2 separate regions of the Gossypium hirsutum genome follow, and region 2 is linked to region 1. The links are chromatin contacts, called in public Hi-C maps. All regions are on one chromosome and are shown on one strand. The core of a region is the stretch at or near the end of the contact, and the rest is flanking DNA. Distances in the headings are between cores, read along the strand shown.

Region 1 (3,471 bases), core at 548-3,047:
TTGTTTCGTCAAGTTCAGTTTCGTCCTAACATGATAATTGTTTCTCGACTAAATCAACATATGATATGGTAATGGAAGAGGTTGGATATAGCAGTAGTGTGCACTGGAAACGAGTCTAGCAGTTTCAAGGACCACAAAAGGTCCAAGATTTTTTCTGGCTAGTTTGTCATTGACACTTGCTAACTAATGGGCGAACACATGAGGAGGCATATTGCGAGTCACCCATATTTTATTTTTTGTGAGAATGTTGTTGAAGACATTAACCATAAGCTATGTCAATGTTTTGTGGCTCAATCGATATGGGGTGCGTGGTTGAAGAAAGTAAGTCGACTGAGTTTATTTCATTGGAGCTCAATGATTGAATTCCTATAAATATTCAAGTAACTGCATATTTTGCAAAGGAGGCTAAGGATGGGGATCTACTCTTTGGATTTGTTTGTTGGAACCTTTGGCTTAGAAAGAACAAGATGATCTTTGAACCAAACTATGTGGAAGTTGAACGAGTGCTTACGAGAAGCTTTAAATGAGAGATGAGACAAGAACTGCGCTGGCACAACAACATTGTTACACGTGAATAGAGGGTAGTGAGTTAGTCGAGTAATTAGAGGGGAATGACTTTCATGTGGTTGGTATAAGGTGAACATTGATGCTGCAACAACGACCATTGGGGAGTTGGCTTCCGTTGAGAGGATTATATGGGATAGTAATAGCCAATGGGTTATGGAGTTCATACGACGGTGTGGAGCATGTATAATTGGTGATGCAAAATTATGGGGAATTTACGATGCCTTGAGTTGTGCATGGGATATGGGTTTGAGGAAAGTTATCCTAGAGACAAACAATTTGGATGTACATTTATTGGAGAAAAGAATCAGTAATGCCATAACCAAATGCCTTAATGCGTGTAATCGTGGCCATGTTTAGACGGAAATAGGAGGTGTAAGTAGTCCATATTTATCGTAAAGGGAATTGCGCCGCGGATGGGATGGTAAGTCTTGTTTTGGGTAGACCATATGGGGTGTGTATCATACAGAAGGCCCCTTTGACAATCATCCAACTGTTACAAGATGATGAAAATGGCATGGGTTTGAGAAGAATGAATCTCACGTAGGTTAATCTGCGTGCTTTTACTTTTTAGGGTAAACTACACCATTAGTCACTAACCTATAGTTAAGTTTTTGTTTTGGTCACTGAACTATTCGAAAGTTTTCATTTAAGTCATTGAGCTATTCAAAATTTTTTATTTAAGTCACTAGTTTGTTAAGATTTTCTTAAATGTTTCGCCAACGCTCTAAACGACGATTCGATGATTGGTATAATGAATCAGTATCCATCGACGAGTAGAAAAACATACGTTAAATCTGAGTCAATCTGACAGTTAGTGTTGAAGATTGCAGAAAAAAGTTATTTGAATTTTGGTTTGCAGATTTGTGATATCCAAAATTGTTTAATGAAAAGAAAACTAAATTGTAGAAGAAAAGGAGAAAGAGAGCTTTCGATTGGTGCATGTAGTGCGAATAGAGAAAACTATATAACATCAATTTTAATAGCCCAAATGACTTAAATGAAAACTTTTGAATAGTTTAGTGACCAAATTGTAACTTTTTTTGTTAAGTGACTAAAACGATAATTTACTCATAGTTTGTGACTAATGATGTAATTTACCCTTACTTTTATTAAAAAATTTAAAAATTTTGAATTTTAATAATTAAATCATATCTATAGTTTTTCCGGGATTTTTTTTGAAAAAGAAAAAGAATCAAATAGAGTCTGTTTGATTGGATTAAGCCCAAGAACTTGGTATTCGGATACAATGTTACCCACCCGAATAAGAACGGGTCAAGTCCTAAACATGTCGTTTGAACCTCATAACCTGAAGCCAAGACGACGGGGAAAAAAGGAAAAGAAAAGAAAAATGGCGGAAGACACGTTGTATCTTCAACTGCACAAGCTTTCATCTGTAGAGCAAATTCTTGACCAAATTTTAACAACACTATGGAAAACACGAAGGTCCGGTCTTCGCCCGCCCGACAAGTCTCGGTTTCAATCTCTCCTTTCGCTCCCTTCCCTTCCCGACCTCGACCCTGTAATTTTCCTTCTTTTTTTCCTTCGCACTTTCTCTGCAACCAAACACGCTTCTTTCTTTTCTTTGTTTTAGTGTAGTTTTTGTTTGAAGTGTTAAACCTTGAAACTTGGAAGTTAAACATTAAAAGGATTCCGCGTTTTAAAATTGTTTGTTATTTTTGCTATTATTATTTATTTTTATAACTAAATATACACTTTACTTTTAACTTCTTGCTTTTGATTTTTTTTTTCTTTTTGAAAATGTGAAGTGATAATCTACCGGAGACTAAATTAGATTATAGGCTTATTGCAATTGATAAATGATTTTCTTTTCTTGATGTTGTAGTGATAATTGATACTTGAATAATAATATGTCGAAAAATGTGGTGAATAGGTATTGGCATGCCTTCGATTGCTTATCAGGAAATCTGTACATGAAAATTTCAATGGCGATGATCTTTTGAAGCTGTTTCCGCCTGATTTGTCACTTGATTTGCAAAGTCTTCTGGTTCTATTGTTGCAGAAATATCAGAGTCAATGGAAGGAAGAACTAGCAAAAGAACAGGTAAGTAGTAACTTATTTCATAATTGTTCAAAAAAATAAATAAAAATCTACATGCCTGTTTACTGCTATGCTAATGCGAGTTGGTGATTTGGGTGTTGTTATTTATTATTAATATTGTTTGCAATATTTAGGCAACTTATGATTGTGGTTTAAACAGAATTCAGTGCCTTACAGTCAATGTGAATTGGGGACATACAAGCTGATTCGTTAGCGACTTGTTACTTTTACACAGCTGTTATATTCAGGGGTCGTTACAAGCTGCAATAAGTGTTTCACCTTGAGGATCTTTGTGATAGTTATTCAAATTGAATTCAAAACCTTTTATTCAATGTATGTAGAGGCTATATTATTGATTTATTAATGGCTTGTTACTTTCACACAAATCCAAAAGATCTAGGATGTTGCAATTTGTCCCGAAAAGGTTTAGGAAATATTTTTCTTAAAAGATGAGAGTGATTTTTATAGCTAAGCTTTCTGATGTAAATGTAATATACTCTAATTAATAGTTTTAGACTGTTTACAATATCTATTGAAAGCCGGTTTTGCAAGGTAATGTAATGGTTATTCTTCTCCCAACCCCCCCCTCCTAATTCTCATCTTATTTAATTTTTTGGTTGTGATGCCTTGTTGATATTCATCTTTTCCAGCATCCACATTCATTGCCAAGGACCAGTGTTTCCTGTCAGATAAAGGCAAACACACCACCATCTTTCACACCATTGCCATCTTCTGATATTCCAAATTCCTTGTGGCCTCGTCAAGATGATCCTAGTACCAGCACTAATCTTGGTGATTTTGGGGCTTCACCAATCATTGCTGATGCAGCTGGTTTTCGCCTGGCT
Region 2 (3,471 bases), core at 475-2,974, 260 kb before region 1:
ATGAATAGCATTGAACCAAGTATAAAGTTGGCCACTGTAAATTCAGGATATAACATGCCTAGAAGCCTAGAAACTACACAATAATTGTTACAAAGACAAATGCACTTAAAACTCAAGTCCTGATTCCCTTCAACCCAATCTTCATCAGTTTCAGCTTGACCTCATCCCCATGGCCTAAAAGAGAACAATCTCCTAGTTCATTGCTAGATTTCACTGATTCTTTTCAATCCACACAAATTGCTCATTTGCTCCTTCATGTGAATTTTAAAATAATTTGATTGGATTCCATTAAAAATCCCTCTAAACACTCCTAATCATAGAAAAGCTATGATAGCCACGAAATATCAAAAAGCTTCCGTGCATTAAACTATTTAGTAAATGGTAATTGGGAAATGCTAAAGTGAACGACATTATCCAATACCGTGTCGAGTAGCCACAAAAAGAAAAAAAAAGTTGATTGCCCCAACATTCGATAAACTATGTCTTATATCTATTTGAACATGGTGTGGGACAATAAACGTAGGACAACTTAACAATGCTCATGATAACTACTAAATGTGGGAAAAGTAGCCGTCTATAGTCGGTGAAGCATATCCAATCGATAAAGCTACAAAGAACAGAAGATTTTCGATAAGAAAATTCCTCGATACAGCTAAATTCTATACATTAGCAAGTTACCATCTTTTTGCTCATTTCTAGCAAGCTTCAACGTTAAGTTCCAACACCCATACATGATATTATCAATTTTTCAAGAAATATAACATAAACGTATAAACTAGGACAAGAAATTCACACCCAGAAAAAAATGGGAGCCATTGTAAGTTACCTCAATTTGGGGTTCTTGAACTTGTTGTTGGGTATGAATAGTGTCAGTTTCACCTCCAGTGGAAGCAAAAGGAACCAATTTGAGGAAGCGAAGAGAGGGAGTGAAGCTGAAGCGGAGGGGACGGCTTGAAGGAGGAAGTCTTTGTTTGAAGCAGACATGGAAGGGCTTCGAAGAGTTTAAGGAAAAGGTTGTAGCAGGTGGAGTTAGAGGAGGAGGGGACTTAAACGGCAGCGTCTTAATGAGAGTAGCCATGGGAGAAGAAACTATCTTGAGAATGCGAAGAGTGAGTACAAGGAGAGAGGGAGGTGTAGGGAGAGGAGAGAATGGGGTGGGTGACAGACAGATAAAAGAGAAAAGCTGAGGTTTGATTTCGGCCGTTGGATGATTGTTTGTTAAGCAGATCTTATCGACCGTTGCTTAATTGATTGATAATAACTATATTAAAAAAGTTATTTAAAATTATATTTAAATACATAAATAAATCTTCACCACATCCTCTGACTAAATTTTTTGAAATATATTTCCAATATAAAATTTCTTCTTCCACCTTTATCTGGTGGAAGGAGCAATATATCCATTCCATCCAATATGCGTTATAAAATTATTTAAATTTTAAATTTCATATTTTTAATAATATTTTTGATAAAAAAAATGAAAGGCACAGAGCGTTCTTGTCCCAATCACAGACAGCTGAGTATAAAACAATCAACATTTCCTTTTTCTTTCGGAAAAACAATAAAAATTCCCCCAAAAACCAAACCTCTAAAATTTCCAGTTTCCCTCGATGCATGCTGCAAAATAAAGTATCCGGGATGGTGCATATTTTATGTTCAGCCGTATATCTCTTAGAAGAGCAAGGGGAATAGTCACTGTTACCGGTGATATCGGTGATGGTTACCTTGGTTTCGACCAAAAAAATATTCATGCTGGGTTTTTATTATTGGTTTTTTGAAGCTTTTTAGGGTTTGTTTGAGGTTTTTGTTAATTTTGGAAGATCATTATTTTCTTATATTGAGAAATGGGAAGTAGAAAAGAAGAAGAAAGAAACGAAAAGATAATAAGAGGTCTCATGAAGCTGCCTCCTAATCGTCGTTGCATTAACTGTAACAGCGTGGTAAATATTTTCAAGCTTTTCTTTTAAATTTTATTTTATGAGGTCGGGTCGGGAGGAGGTTTTCATAGTTAAGGTGTGCTAGGGATGCTGGCAAAGCGTGGGAAAATGAAAAAAAGAGATGGGTTCTGAAATTTGTTCTTTTTTGTTACTTAAAGTCTCTTTTTAGTTGATGGGTTAAGCAGGATGGATAGAGATTTCTGGTTATGTAAATGGTTTTAGAAATGTGTTCTTTTTGGGGGTTTTAATTTTGTAAGAAATGACTTTAGCTGATTGTTGTGATAGTCAAGTTCTGTTTCGAGTCTAGGAAAGTAAAAAAAAAGGGAAAAAAAGAAAAAAAACGAAGGTGGATTTGAGGTTATAGAAAAAAAGAGATGGGTTCTGAAATTTGTTCTTTTTTGTTACTTAAAGTCTCTTTTTAGTTGATGGGTTAAGCAGGATGGATAGAGATTTCTGGTTATGTAAATGGTTTTAGAAATGTGTTCTTTTTGGGGGTTTTAATTTTGTAAGAAATGACTTTAGCCGATTGTTGTGATAGTCAAGTTCTGTTTGGAGTCTAGGAAAGTAAAAAAAAAGGGGAAAAAAAAGAAAAAAAACGAAGGTGGATTTGAGGTTATAGAAAATGTTTATTAAAATGAGTTTCTCGAATTTCATGAATACAATGCAACTATTAGTAATGAATTTCAAGATGGTAAATAAGATGTTTTAAAAAGGGTGTTGAAATTTGCTTTTTCGTGTCATTTTATAATTAACTTGGACTAACAGATTTCAACTTCCAAGTTTTTACCATTTTTTTCCTGCTCAAATCAGGCTAACCCGGTTCTTCAGCATTACTTGAATGGATTAAATTAACTTTATTCGAGCTTCCAGTGTTGAACTTTTTTTTTTCCATTTTAATGTCCTCCATTTATTTTATATTAATTTTTAGTTCTATCATTTCAGGGTCCTCAGTATGTTTGCACAAACTTTTGGACTTTCGTTTGCATGGCTTGCAGTGGGATCCAGTGAGTATTTTCTTTTAGTTTCTCAAGCATCCACAATTTTCCCATATAAATAATAGTCACTTTTGTGAAGCTTTACATATTTGGTAGTATGTAACTTTATCAGTTGTATACATCAATACATTATGATTTTTGCAATTTAAACGTTGTTGTAACTTTTGTTGTTTCTCATTTTTATGATGTTAAGCTCCTTAACTTAAAGATTTATCTCATCATTTGTTCGAATTTGGTTGATGGTTGCATCTTTGTCTTTACTTAGCATGATTCTGTTGGATTACATGAATCAGAATCAAGTCTTTCAAATCTTTATCCTTTTTTGCCCCATCTTTGTGGTAATTTGTGTTTATGTTAAATTGTATTGCAGTCGTGAGTTTACTCATCGTGTAAAGTCTGTATCAATGTCAAAGTTCATTTCACAAGAAGTTGAAGCTCTTCAGAATGGCGGTAATCAGGTTTGAACTAGTGTTTCATTTGTTGTTATCCATGGAAAAGTGGGATGCTTACTGTGATGGTTATAAGATGTTCTTCATTTT

The links. Hi-C and Micro-C count contacts between places; a contact is called where the count stands out from the background.
Region 2: a Hi-C map of hypocotyl shows a contact between it and region 1, with 2.5 times the contacts expected there. The contact joins the promoter of LOC107948926 here to the promoter of LOC107913699 in region 1. A contact is called at or near these places in 7 of 34 Hi-C or Micro-C datasets (hypocotyl, leaf and seedling).

What each region holds. Positions count from the first base shown.
Region 1 is chrD11:49,220,696-49,224,166 of Gossypium_hirsutum_v2.1, reverse strand. LOC107913699 (protein FAR1-RELATED SEQUENCE 3) reads left to right here and starts at 1,797. Exons shown (of 6, transcript XM_016842361.2): 1 at 1,797-2,086; 2 at 2,459-2,629; 3 at 3,277-3,471. The coding sequence starts at 1,814.
Region 2 is chrD11:49,482,161-49,485,631 of Gossypium_hirsutum_v2.1, reverse strand. LOC107948926 (probable ADP-ribosylation factor GTPase-activating protein AGD14) reads left to right here and starts at 1,724. Exons shown (of 13, transcript XM_016883593.2): 1 at 1,724-1,940; 2 at 2,880-2,941; 3 at 3,303-3,390. The coding sequence starts at 1,845. It overlaps LOC107948928 (protein GrpE), which reads right to left and starts at 1,404. Exons shown (of 3, transcript XM_016883595.2): 1 at 827-1,404. The coding sequence starts at 1,078.